Linked DNA regions of Mus musculus: region 2 is linked to region 1. The links are chromatin contacts, called in public Hi-C maps. All regions are on one chromosome and are shown on one strand. The core of a region is the stretch at or near the end of the contact, and the rest is flanking DNA. Distances in the headings are between cores, read along the strand shown.

What was found. A called contact is a pair of places that touch in the nucleus more often than the background predicts.
Region 2: a contact with region 1 is called in a Hi-C map of liver, with 2.1 times the contacts expected there. The contact joins two enhancer-like sites. A contact is called at or near these places in 1 of 15 datasets of contacts at CTCF or cohesin (large pre-B cells), 1 of 484 Hi-C or Micro-C datasets (liver) and 3 of 115 datasets of contacts at active chromatin or transcription factors (bone marrow-derived macrophages, forebrain and large pre-B cells).

Annotation. Positions count from the first base shown.
Region 1 is chr3:60,052,542-60,059,352 of GRCm38.p6, forward strand. No RefSeq gene overlaps it. Among named protein-coding and RNA genes, the nearest start is that of Aadac, 24 kb to the left of the region's middle. Within about 2 kb of position 1,555, at least 16 of the 459 cell types and tissues checked have an H3K27ac peak or open chromatin away from gene starts, as enhancers often do. A contact at or near this core is called in liver, where this site is marked.
Region 2 is chr3:60,508,548-60,515,280 of GRCm38.p6, forward strand. All of the region lies in intron 1 of Mbnl1 (muscleblind like splicing factor 1), which reads left to right. Among named protein-coding and RNA genes, the nearest start is that of Mbnl1, 11 kb to the left of the region's middle. Within about 2 kb of position 5,439, at least 27 of the 459 cell types and tissues checked have an H3K27ac peak or open chromatin away from gene starts, as enhancers often do. A contact at or near this core is called in liver, where this site is marked.

The DNA.
Region 1 (6,811 bases), core at 305-2,804:
TGAGTTACTTTACTCAGGATGATATTTTCTAGTTACATCCCTCTGCCTGTAAAACTTGCCTTGGAATGTTGAAGTTTATTTGCGTTCTCTCTCTCTCTCTCTCTCTCTCTCTCTCTCTCTCTCTCTCTCTCTCTCTCTGTGTGTGTGTGTGTGTGTGTGTGTGTGTGTGTGTACTAGAGATTGAACTCAAGAACTTGCAAGTACTAAACAAGTGGTTTATACTGAACAATTTTCCGCCCAATTTTAACTATTCCTTAATTACAAAAGTTTAAGGGGAAAGATAGGAAGAAATTCTAGTCAAATCAATTCTTTAAACATGTATATTAGTAAACAACATATTAACTAAAATAAATAAACAACAACAAAACCCTTTATGTTATGTTCCATACAAAATAAGTACTAGAATAAAATCTTGAAAAATGAATTGCAAGAAAGGTAGAGCTAACACACATTATGTTTTTCTAAAACAGAGCTTGTTGTAATAAACTGTAAAAATGTACTAATTGAAATATTTTATATCACAGTTAATTTGAGAAAGACCACAAGAACTAGACAAATATAGGTGAGCTATGATGTGCTCTGGTTATCTACCCACTACTCTCAGATGATCTTGTCATTCTTTCTACTAAGAAAATTACTTCATTTATTGAATGTATACATAGTCCCAGGCTTAGCTCAGGGTATGCTAACCACCCCAGCCTGGTTAATTAGTGACCTGGACACTCATCTTCTTTTAAAGTTTTCATACTCCCAGAAAACCTAACGTAGTCCATGCAGATTGTAGTCCAGAGAAGTGACTGCCTGTGGTCCCTGATGAACACTTCTTTACCCTTCTAGTTCTGACCAGATGTGACACTATTCCTAGGGAGATGTAAACAAATGTCTACTCACTCCAGATAGGGAACCAAAGGTAAGGCAGTGTACACACATGATAAAATTCAACTTCCTTTGTGAACCAACGAATATTTTTAAGAGCTGCTTACAGGAACATAGGTGAGAGGTTCCTTGCAAAAGTAGAAATGCCACAAGGGCAGTTACATCACTGGAGCCTACCCCAGTGTGGTTGACAGTGAGTGGACTAAGGTTGGGAACCTAAAGCTTTCTGAAACCTACAGGCACCCCAGCATGCAAAGCATTCTTTCCAAGTAACTCAGCTGACCTGGGGTTTCAGGAAAAGTAGCTAATCTTGCCTCTTCCAACCTGTTCTACTGCTCTCAACTGCTCTCAGTCAACTCAGACTTCTCTCACAGTGACTCCTTATTGCTTACTCATGGGTGGGAGGGAGAGATCCTAAGCTTAGGGAGTTTCTCTTTAGGATGGGATGTTTTATTTAACCTCAGGAATTCTGTTGTTTTACCTCCCCGAAAACAGCCTGTCTTAAAATACAATGTTGATCTCCCCTTTAACATTTTGTGTTTTATGAGCTTTCCTATGAGATGGAAAGTTTTCATTAAAGAAACTGTGACACAATACCCAGGTATTGTGTACTTGCCCAGGCAGACCCAGGGAGGAGTCTCACATTCACGCCCTTTCTTGGTTGCCACTGAGCTAGAATCACATCCAACACTCCAATCAAAAACTCAATTTGGAAACTCTGGAGGACTGACATACAAGCTCTTCATACTTTATCTAAAATCAACCATGCTTGAGCAATAGCAAAAACAGAGCCAAACTTTCACTCAACAAAGCGGCATAATATCTTGTATCAGACACACAATGAAAAAGTCTACAAGACCAGAGCACTCAACAAAACCAAAATCAAAGTGAATGGCTAAAACAATATGATGCCCCTCAATTGAGTCCTGTAGACATGTTCTCCAGGAATAACTACCCAGACAAACCTCAGGATATGAGTTTAAAAGTACAATCATAAACATAATCAACAGTTTAAAAAGAACATGAAAAAGAATGTCAGCAATGTAAAGAGTGTGGTAATTAAATCCCAAGTGAAATGTAAACAAATAAAAATAGAAGTCTGCCTGAGCCTAGACTATTTGTGCCATATGTGTCATCCAGAGCCAGCCAACACTGCACATCCTACACATCAGCCAAGATTGTTAAACTCTTTATGTACTATTCCCAATATACAGGATTGGCACTGACTGTACATCTTTCATATCAGTCTGAAATACAAACTCTGCTTGGCCCTAGTCACCTATCTTATGCACCAGCTCAACCTACTGAGATTACTTGTATCTAGCTCACTCATGGCATATCTAAATTCCAGGATTAGCCTAATTGCACATCCTGTGTGCTTGTTCAGTCTTGTGAATTTCCATAGGTCTAGCCCACCTGAACCATAGCCAACTGCCAAGCCTAACCTAAAATGTACATTTGTGTGGGGCCCTCAGTTGCCTCTCTGGCCTTTGCTCTGTGTAATGGTAACCAGATTTGGATACAGAGGTATCTTTTAGATCTCACAGAAATTTTAGTGCTGTAATTTTCAGTTTTAGGTCTTACATACTAGAAAAGTCAGAAATACATAGTAAGTGTATTGTGGCATAGGAGGAGGGATATCCTCATGGGCATACAACTCTAAGTCTTGCTCCAGCACTAAGAAATCAGCCACCAACAAGCTTGAGTATTAGGCGCTTGTGCCTCTGCCTGCCACCATTTAGGAACATAACACAGGTTCATGTACAAGAATCTGAAAAGCAATTATTATTTTTTTATGTTTGAAAAAATGTATTAAAACTTTATTATACACACTGGTTCTGGTTAGTTTTAATGTCATTATTTACTTGCAAGATCTTTATAATAAAGGTTATAAGGCTTTTATATAAAGAACTTGAAAATGAAAATCCAAGAAAAAAAGCTACAGCAATAGAAACCAGACCTAAATTCTACACATCTCAATGAATTTCTATACAGTGGGAATTAAGAAAAAATTAAAGACCCCGAAACAACAAAGTGGCCCATCTATTTTTAACTTATCTATCTGCTACTCTGCCAAAAGTCATTTTCTGCAATAGATTTTATAGAATGGTTTTTCCTGTTTTACTTTTCTTTCTGATCTCAGGAACCCTGAAGGTTTTAGAAGAGTGTATACTATTTAAGACTCTAGCTATTTCATCAGAGAGCTCAATGATGCTGTAAAGTTCACATTAAGAAAAAAAAAAAGGAATAATTTCCAGTGAAGAAAACTGCTGTAATTTTAGGGGACAGAGATGGGATGTGCTTAAATGTCCTTTATGTGAAGAGTCACTAGTAGATTGCTTTCACTTGTTTTCCCTCATGTTAACTTGTCATAATTCAAAACATGACCTGCTTCTAGGGGGAGTTAATGGTTTTGAGATGCTGAGTTTTGCCAAGCCTCTGATGATACACCCCTATCCTAGGGAATCTTTAGCAAGAAAGACAAAGCTTTCTGCCAAGAGTTTGAAATAAAACACTCAAGTATATGGCCTATACACAGTGCAACACGCTCCCCGCCCTCCGAGGTCATATTAATGGAAGACTTTATAGAAATCTTGTAGAGTAGTTCCAGTGCTCCTTTCAGAGAAGGCGAGACTGTGGACAGGTGAGGACCGATGCGTAGGAAACCACTTTTTGTGAGCATCCTATACGCATAGTTCTTAGTCTCCAATGGGTGTTTATTTCTTTTGGGGAGGGGATTTTAAAACAAAACAAAAGGAAAAGAAAACTAAAACCTACCTAATCCAAGCCCCTATAAGCACAGAAGCCCAGTGGGTTTCATTTTCCCACAGCCCCAAGACAGTACAGAATCTAGACTTAATTACTTTAACAGAGGATTTATTTATTTTTTTAATTTTGAATGTGGCATTGGTGGTATAATATACTTATATATTTGTCTTAATCCTATTTGTTCATTTGCTTATTTTTCACTAGACCTCAATTCACAGTTTTCTTCCACTTTCTTTTGGTGGAATATACTATATCTAGTCATATACTCTGCATTAAAGTATTAGAAACCAGAAGATCTGGCGTTTTACATTTTATACTGTTATGTCATTATAATCAAAACTTTTACCAGGGCCTTGAACACGTTTCCTATTCCTAGAAAGTAAATAAATTTATATAAAGAAAGACATTCTATGAGACTGTATATTATTTAGAGAATTAGTTCACTTCTTCTGCCCCCTTGTGGTCCCCAAAGGCTGTTGCCCAACGTAAGCTGAAATGCAGTTAGTCTTAGAATACATACCTAATAATTCTATGTTTGTGTGTTTCAATATGAATATTGAAACATTTGCTCATTTGAGAAAATATTTCAAATTATAAATATCTCCAAATGTCCTCTGCATGGAGATTTATATAATTCTTACATCTTAAGATGTAAGATTTATCTTAAATGAGATAAATAAAATAATGAACACAAACTGGTGCCAATACAACTTCCTCTATTCACAAATGTTCTTTAGCTCCTAATAAGAAAAAAAGGCAGGTAGACTTGAGTGTAGCTTTTTGTCTTCCTCTTTTCTCTTTATTGTTTCTTTTACTTTTTGTGATTAGAAGAACATCATTTCTCTTTTCTCTTTCCAAGTCCTTTCATATTTATATACATTTCTTTCTCTCTTTCAAATTCGGGGCCAAGTTTTCATTAGCTCTTACAAATTGTGTATGTGTGTGTATGTGTGTGGGTGCGGGTGTCCCAAAATATAGCCTGCTCAATCTGTATAATGATACTTGTACATATGTTTTCAAAGCTGACCTTTAGCTCACTCTTCCCTGGAGGAAACTAATTCTATCCCCATCACCCCTCCTTAGTTACTGGTAGCTCTAGTACCTTCAGGGCTACATGCCTAAAGGCTCACTAACATGGCTGCCTAGGCATGAGCTGAACAAGCACAACAGTAGATAAAACAACATAGAGGAAAGACCACAAATCCTCAACATTAATTATGCTCTGTAGAGTTTAAAACTGTTCCTTTAGTCTATTTACAGAAATCAGAATACTGAGGCATTTGCAAGAACTGCCACATGGTGCAGCCTGGCAGGTGTTCTTTCCCAGGTGTCCTGTCCCAGGTGTCCTTTCCCAGGTGTCCTTTTGCATTTGTTTAATGTACCATGAATGGTTTTAGAAAACATTTATGATTTATGATTTTCTGAGGAAAAAATACCTGTCAACTGAGTTATTTTTATCTCAGGGAGCAAGAGGCAAATTATACAGCCACCATAGTGTATTGTAATCAATACTGCAAGACAGATTTAGGCTCCAGCAGACAGTGTCAGACCTGGCTAGATTTATTTTTAAATGGTCATATTTATGGGTTGTAAAAACTGTACAGTGATAACTGCCTTGTGACATATTTTGATAACAAATAGCTAACTATGACGAGAGTTCTTTGATTTTTAAACTTTGACTGTTTAAACAGGCAGTCTCTAAGCTACATTATCATTAGTCAATATTATCTTTGACCTAGTTTTTCTTATTCATGTTTCATTTTACCTTCTTCAGTATATACTCTCCTCTTGTGAGTTACAGCATATGCTGTTAATATTTTCTTTTAAGTGGTACCATAGATTTTCAGCCTTCTGAGTTTGGGTGGGTTAAATGACTTCTTAAATGAGATAAATAAAATAATGAACACAAACATTATACATAATTAGGGTGTCATCTTCTCAATGTGAACAGAAGCTGCTGGGGTGGCGTGGGGGGCATATATCTACCGCTATATTAAAAGTCTACAGGTTTAACTGATTGGAACTACTGTGATTGTGGGGAGTTGGAGGGTTTCAGACACAGAGTCCAATTATCTTGAGATATCTTTAGCCTTAGTAGTCATTCACTTCCCACTTAACATGTTTCACCTACCATCCTGTGCTTGGCAGGTGAAGCAACTACAGTGTGTTAATGGATCACAAGTGTCTTCAAATCCAAGAGCAAAGAATGCCATTAGCTTACATTTGAGACCCATACTAGAGATTTCCCCCATTTACTGTAACATGCTTTTAAAGTATATTGATTTATATTTCATTTTTTTCTATTACTATGAAACTGCTACTATTTTGGAACATGGAATTCCAGATAACCTGGATCCCTGTTCCCAGAACATGGGCACTCATAGCTCCATCATAAAGTGTTTCATATGCGCTGAAAGCTGAGAGTAGAGTTTTTTGCATCAGCATTGAGTCATGTCAGAAGATTCACTATAACAATAGCCTTTTTTCTTTAAAATCTTTTTTTGAAAATAGAATCTTCTCTCATACAATATATCCCAACCAACAGGCTACCCTCCTTCCATTCCTCCTTGCTTCTCTCTGATCCCTCTCCTTGCACTAAATCCACTCAACCTGTTTCCTCTTCAGTAAAAAGCCAAACAGAACAAAACAAGATACAAGACTAGGCAAAAGCCATCATAACAAGCCTAGACAAAGCAACCTAACTGGAGGAAAAGACTCCCAAGGGTTAGAGACCACTCTTAGGTCTCCCATAAAACTACTGAACTAACAAGCCATAATATAGATATTGTGTGTGTGTGTGTGTATACAATAATAACAAGCCCTTATAAATATATATATATATATATATATATATATATATATATATATATATATACACACACAGGTAGTAAGTAGCTTCAAAATCAAAAGCCAAGGGAAACCAAAGGATACAAACTATGCGATGTGCACCTGCAGGTACACCCTGAACCACTTCACACACCCAAACACCATTTTCTTTCATCTTAGGAGGAGCTTCGGCCTACAAAGCTTTGGTTATCCCAAACAATTTGATTATCCTATCAACTGTTGGAACTCAGTTTTCTCATCTATAAAATAATAGTGAAAGGCCTGGTGAATTACTTAGTGACATGTGTTGGTCTCTTTTATGACTACAGTTCCCACACTT
Region 2 (6,733 bases), core at 4,189-6,688, 460 kb after region 1:
ACCTTCTGGGAGGGAGGCGTGCTGCAGTGCCCTTAACAGGGCGAGAAGAAGACTCATGGGCAGAGGTACAGATTGGTTGGTAATAAGTGAAGGCCGTGAGGTAGCAAATGCTTTGTGCTGGAAATACGACTTGTGGGTAGAGCACATAGAAATGATTGGATTATGTTCATTAAGAAGGGGTATATGGTTTGCGATAGTGAATATTAAGAGGAATTTTAATTTTTTACTAAGAATTAAAACACAGTAACCAGTAAAACATTTCTTATTTAAAAGTTTATCATTGTTCTAATCAAACTGATAGGTACGAGCACTGTTAAAATGAAGAAGCAGGCCCAGCCGGGTATGTTGGTGCTGCTTGCCTGCAGTCCCCAGGCTCAATAAGCTGAAGCTTGGAGATCTGGTGTTCAAAACTGCCCTGCTGGGTAACTTAGCAAACTCCTGCTTAAAAACCAAATGCAAAACATCATCACCATCACCACCACCACCACCACCACCACCACCACCAACAACAACAACAACAACAGGGCTGTATTTTATAGTATCAATTAAAGAGAAATACCATTATTGCTTATCTTGAATACTTCAGTTATTAAGATGTGTCAAATTCTTAAGGCATTTCATTATTGTCTAGGTACCTAGGAAGTACAGGGCCTGAGGACCACTGAAACGTTTATGTTACATTTGTAATTCTACACTAAACAGACTTGAATCATTGTAGGTATGTTGTTATTTGCTGGGAAGTGTCTTAATATTAATTAGGAATTTTGGTCCCTTAATTCAGTTCACATAGAAGTTCTGTGTATCCTGTCCTCAATGATAAACAAGGTGGCAGAGAGAGTCATGATAGAATGAGTTTGCAATGTGCTCAATGTAGCTGACATTTAGACTTCTCTGAAGTTGCTATTTTAGGGACGGTATCAGTGTGACTGTGGTATTCTTTCTCCTGGAAGTAAAAATCCTTAATAATCAGTCACTCTTAGAAACTAATAGTTGATTCTTATATAGGCAAAACAAACAAACAAACAAACAACCCAACATTTGCATTTGACTTTTATCAGGGGTTAGTAGAATACCTATGCTTGATGTAGAAGGCCTTACATGTAAGATCCTTTATGATATATTACAAATAAATGGCCTAACATTGTTTAACATAGAATGGAATAAATAAAAGATTATATTTTATTTAATATTTATAGAGAGATATCCCCATAAAAGTAAGGAAGTTTTCAGAAAGATTTTGTGTATAGGAACTGGGGAGATGTTCTTGGGTCAAGTGTTTGCTGTATAAGTGTGAGGGTGTGAGGGCCTGAGGTCAGATCCTGTAACTTCTATAAGACGATTATGGTGGCGCACACCTGCATCCTAGCTCTGGGAGGTGGAGAAGGGAGGGTCCTGGCCAGCCCATTTAGGCAGTTGTTGAGTTCAGGCTCAGAGGTTCTATTTCAAAAGATGAAGATCTAGAGGAAGATGAGGTTAACCTCTGCCCCTACACACTTAGGACTCTATACACGTGCTGTGTCATACATAAAATACTCTATTTGTAACTACTTGATGCTTACTACCTCAGTAGATTCTATTCCATAGAAAGACTATAGAATTGACATTATTAATACTTTCAAATTGTTTATGTAGAACAAGAAAATAATGTTGCTTTATTTTGCTTTTTAAATGTCTTGTGGCTATTATGAAAATAGCACATGCATTAGATAACTTTTTTTTTTCTTGCTATTCAATTCTTCCTTACTTAGTTTCTGCCTTGTGCTGTTCAGATAAAATGACAGTGCGTTGCTAAGCTTGGAAAGTGTGCCCTGTTAACAACTAAGACTCACTGAAAGTTCACATTAGAATCCCTGCGTTGCCCACTCTCTGAATCCATCATCGTGCAGATTTGAACTAGACAAATTTGCTCTAAATGAATTTGAGCCAGCCTTTGAACTGCAGTGTTAGAACAACGTTCAGGAAAAATTGCCTTGTCAAGGTGGTGGCATGCACAGGAGGCTTTGCTATCCTTACCTTGAAGATGCTACGAGATTTTAGGAGCATAGAAAATGAGCGCAGGGAGTCTCAGAATACACATGACCTGGGTATCAATTCTCTCTGAGGTATTGCATGACCTTCCCCAAAAATAATTGGAAAATGCTTGAGACTACTGAAAAATGTATACTTAAACTTAATTCTGCATGATGCTTTCAAGGGGACCATACTTGCTACACACTGTTTAAGGGAACTTGCTATCTCAGAGTTGTATACATCTGAAGCCTAGGGCCTTTTTTTTTTCCTTCTTTTTTTTTAAATTGCAGACATTGTATATTAAAGTGAACATTAGGAAGAAGACTGTTATGTCTTCTCAGTTATGAATCAAAGCTTAATATGTGCTGTTCCCTTTAAAACTTTACCACTGTGAGCAATAAGAACAGCACTCAGTCTTATCTGATAAAAAATCATTAATGAATATATTTGGGCACCTATTACAAAATCATCTTTGTGGAATGTGGGTGGTAGCTATAAACACAGAGCTCTCATATTGGAACATGGTCTTTGTGTGAAAGATACATTGTTTCCAGAAAAATACTGGGAGCAGAAAAACAGCCTAAAAGTGCTTAGCAGCTAAGTGCTGGAGGCAGATCTCGTCCTCCTGATATTGATGAGGATGCTGAGAATCACCTAGATTCACACAGCTGATCAGTAGCCAGTTGAAGTCAGGTCACTTCTCACAGTACCCTCCTTATTTATGTGACAAGAGTGTGGGAATAAATATGCCATTTTACAGTAATTTTTAAATATAAGTTTTGACTTAGAGACGCCTTCTGAAGCCTAGGCCGGCCTGAGACACATTCTGTAGAGTAGTTCTCCTTTCCTGGCTTCCTGAGAGTTGAGAAAGAGATGGAAGGCACCATGCCTGGTCAAGAAGATGCAGATTTAAGTAAAAATAAAACAAAAGAAAAAGACAAAACAAGAAAGCAAAACAAAACCGGTCTTGCTTCAGCATTAGACTACAAATTGTATAGAGCTCAAAAAGTGCTCTGAGTTTGTTTATTTTTCTTAATTTGTAAAACTTAGAATCCTTAAGACACCCCTGCTGTCAGCTGACATTGGATGGGCTCACACTTGGGTGGCTTGTCTCAGCACTTGACCGTTGGCACATCAGTTCAGGCTTCTGTTAGAGAAAGCTTTGGGAAGTTCAAATGTGCAGTTGTCCTCAGACTCCATGCTCATTGTTCTGGGAACTGCCCCATCCCCCCATGCATGGATGGCCAAACCCATGGATACTCTCTCTGTGCTCAGCAGACTTGCAAATGCATGTACTCCTATATTTTAAGCTATGTCTAGATTCCTATTATGAGTAATACCATACAACATACACATGTGCATTATTTTCTAAACATCCTCAGCTAAGGTTTGGTTTGGTCTACCAATGCAGAATTCATCAACACACGTCTACTGTATTTTCCTGCAATAATATGCTACCATAGAATTTTCACCGAGAAGCGATACATGAAAGTACAAAGCATATTCTGCCTTCATGGCTCATTCTCACATTGTTAGTATATGCTCACTTATTACACCAGTCTGTGCTGCAGCTGTAGTGGATACTTTCTCATTGAAGACTCACTCTGTAGGGGATATATCACTTTGCTAACAAATGCTTCTTTTGTGAGCTATTAGAACATATAGCAAATACCTTCTTTTTTTAAAGAGGAGAATAGAGTTGTCTTTGTCTTGATTTTGGTTCCCAAGCAAATGTTTTTCTTTAGCAAATACTGTTGAGTGCACTGGCCATATGTGGCCTGTCAGGATGATCCGTTGTAGATAGGGATGAGCAAGATGTTGTGTTCCCAGTACTCTTCAGTGCAGTAATAGAAATAGTCACCAATAACCATGGAATAAAGCAATGCAGGCACAGAAGAGCTTCTCCCGTAGTGTAGAGTTTGTGTAAGTATAGTCAGAAAAACAAAACAAAACATGTTTAAGAAAACTTAATTCATTTAAGAAAAGGCAAAACTGATTTAAAATTTGTTAAAATGATGTGACCAAGTATTTAAACTATTTCTTTTGAAGTCCTTCATGAATGAGCATGACCAACCACGGTATCATCTGGCTATGCAGAATTGAATCCAGTTGTTTCTCACAAAATTCATCATATTAGATGTTAATTAATAGATTGAGCAGGCTTTGTGAGTGTGTGTGTGTGTGTATGTGTGTGTGTGTGTGTGTGAGACAGACATATACATACATATGTGAATATAATGATAGTTGATGAAAAAGAGGCCATGATTTTGAAGAACAAGGAGGAATATAGGGAGGGTTTGGAGGAAGGAGGAATGATGTATTATAATCTCAGAAAATAAAAGAGATAATTAAAATAAAACTTCTTGAGTATTGACAGTCAAGTGTTAGAGCCTACAAGTTTTGTGTTGAGAGGAAAGGAAAAGCCATAAGTTAGAGTTGAGCTGATTTCAGGTTTATTAACCAAGGGTTCAGATATGCACAGTGGGCTTTTCTCTCTCTACCTTTTCTCTCTGTGCAGGAAGCAGCGTTTGCTTTCTTCCTTCTTTCCTGTCCCGCTTGCTTCCAAGCTCTCCAATGGTGACCGTGCAAGTGTGCAAGTTCTGTAAGACCCTGTTCACCTCTCAGTGTTTGCTCTTTATTCTCAGGATCCAATCTGCATTCTAGGTTGGACAACCTATCCCTTCTATTTGAGTGCTTATCATTGCTCAGTTTAAGTAGTAAATATTTAAGGACCACTGCATCAGGAGTTCATTGTAGGATTTTGACTGACATTAAAAAAAAAAAAAAAAAAAAAAAACATGGTTTCTGATCTTTTAAAATGGGTGGCCTATTCTAAGTGAAATAATGAAGACAAGCCAACCGGAACTGATCTGACGGTTAATCATGATCATGTGTAAGCAGCTCCTTTCTTGGTGGATAGCTATTCTTTTAGTATTGTGACCATACATAGTTCTTAAGCTCCGTGAGAAGCAGGCATGTCGCTCACTATGGCTCATAGGTGAGGAAACAGATGCTTGGGAAGAATAAGAGCGTGTCATTTGCTCCGGGGCCAACAGGAAAGTGCTATGGAAACCTGGCCTCAATCCTGCTGCAGCCTGCAGCTTGCAGCCTGCAGTTCTGCACCGGCTGTGCTGCTTTCTTGGCCTTGATATGGTCTGGATTAAGTTAAAATACACATAGACACACACACACACACACACACACACACACACACACACACACACACCATACACACCATACACCACACACACACACACACACACACACACACATTCAAGGGCTACTACAAGTTAGTTAAGTAAAGTCTTAATGAAGAGGTAAGATGTGAAGAGGTTTAAAAAAAAGAATGATGGGCATAGACTTACAGGAGACAGACTGGATGTGGAGTGCCTTGGCTTTGGAATGAGGGCTCTATCAGATGGCCTAGTCTGCCCTGTGGTCTGTACCATGTTTGCTGTTCTCAATTTAATACCTTTACCCCAGCACTTGCCAAGACCAGCAGAATCTAATTTTAGATTCAAAAATCATCGCCACCGTTTTCTTCCACTTCAGTTAAATTTTAACCTATTTATCCATCCTTTTGTTACTGATATTAGCTGACTCAAAATATTTCCTATTATTTATCAACAATTTCAAAGATAGCTGCATCTGTATCTGATGTCACTTGTAACAGATTCTCTCCCAATAGCTGTGGTGGCTGGCTTGCCTAGTGACACATTTGAAGAAATGTCTTGAGCCCAAGAAGGATGGAGCAAGTACTCTGATTGTCTGCTCAACTGCATTATTGAGAATTAATTTAATTTCTCTCATTATAAAAGATACCTGTTTTAATCATTAAAATAATACAAAATCAAATTCTTCTGTAATTACTAGAGATATCTGAATAATATTTTTACTTCCCTCCCCAGTTTCCTTCATCTCCATGAGTGTGGGGTGCATACACAGTTTTGTGTTACACCCATATGTCCCTGTATATTCTATAAAGGATGACAAAGTATCCGAGGAACTGAAGCTAAAATGGAACAGGATGAATGTGTCAAAGGGATTGGTTCTCCCATTAATGGGTTAGTTTACAGATTTGTATTGAAATGTTAAGTCATTTTGCACGTTTGTATTACTAATGAAAATTTATAACAATATTGAACATTATCTCCTCTAAATAGAAGGAAATAGAAATACACTAATATATGTGTGCATATGTAAATATCTAACTGTGCTCTCAGGAAAGATTGACATCAAACAGTTGATAGCTCCTGTTATTCAGAACCTTCCTAGCATGCCTTAGTGACTTAAATTCCACTTCCATTTTCTTCCACTTACATTAATTTTAACCGATTTACTTATATTTTCATTACTGATAATAGTATTAATATTTCCCTTTATGTATCAACAATTTCAAAGATAACTGCAGAGCTGTATCTTTATAGATAACGATGCTTAGGTTTGAAAATTCCACACTAATACAGTGTTTAGCAAGGGAAATAAACAGCAGTGTTCCTGTTTAAAATATCAGAGAAAAAGGAAATAAATTAAGCATGCAGCTGTTGCTGTGTGTACTGACATTGGCCCCTCTGTTCTTGAAATTGTACTGTACCTTGAATGCATTATAGTCAACATGGATACTAAATATATTGTAAAATATAGAAATTTTAAGAATTTGATAGTGGCCATTATAGCAATACTGACACTTAGTAGGTATATTAAATATTTCTAATGTTTTCAG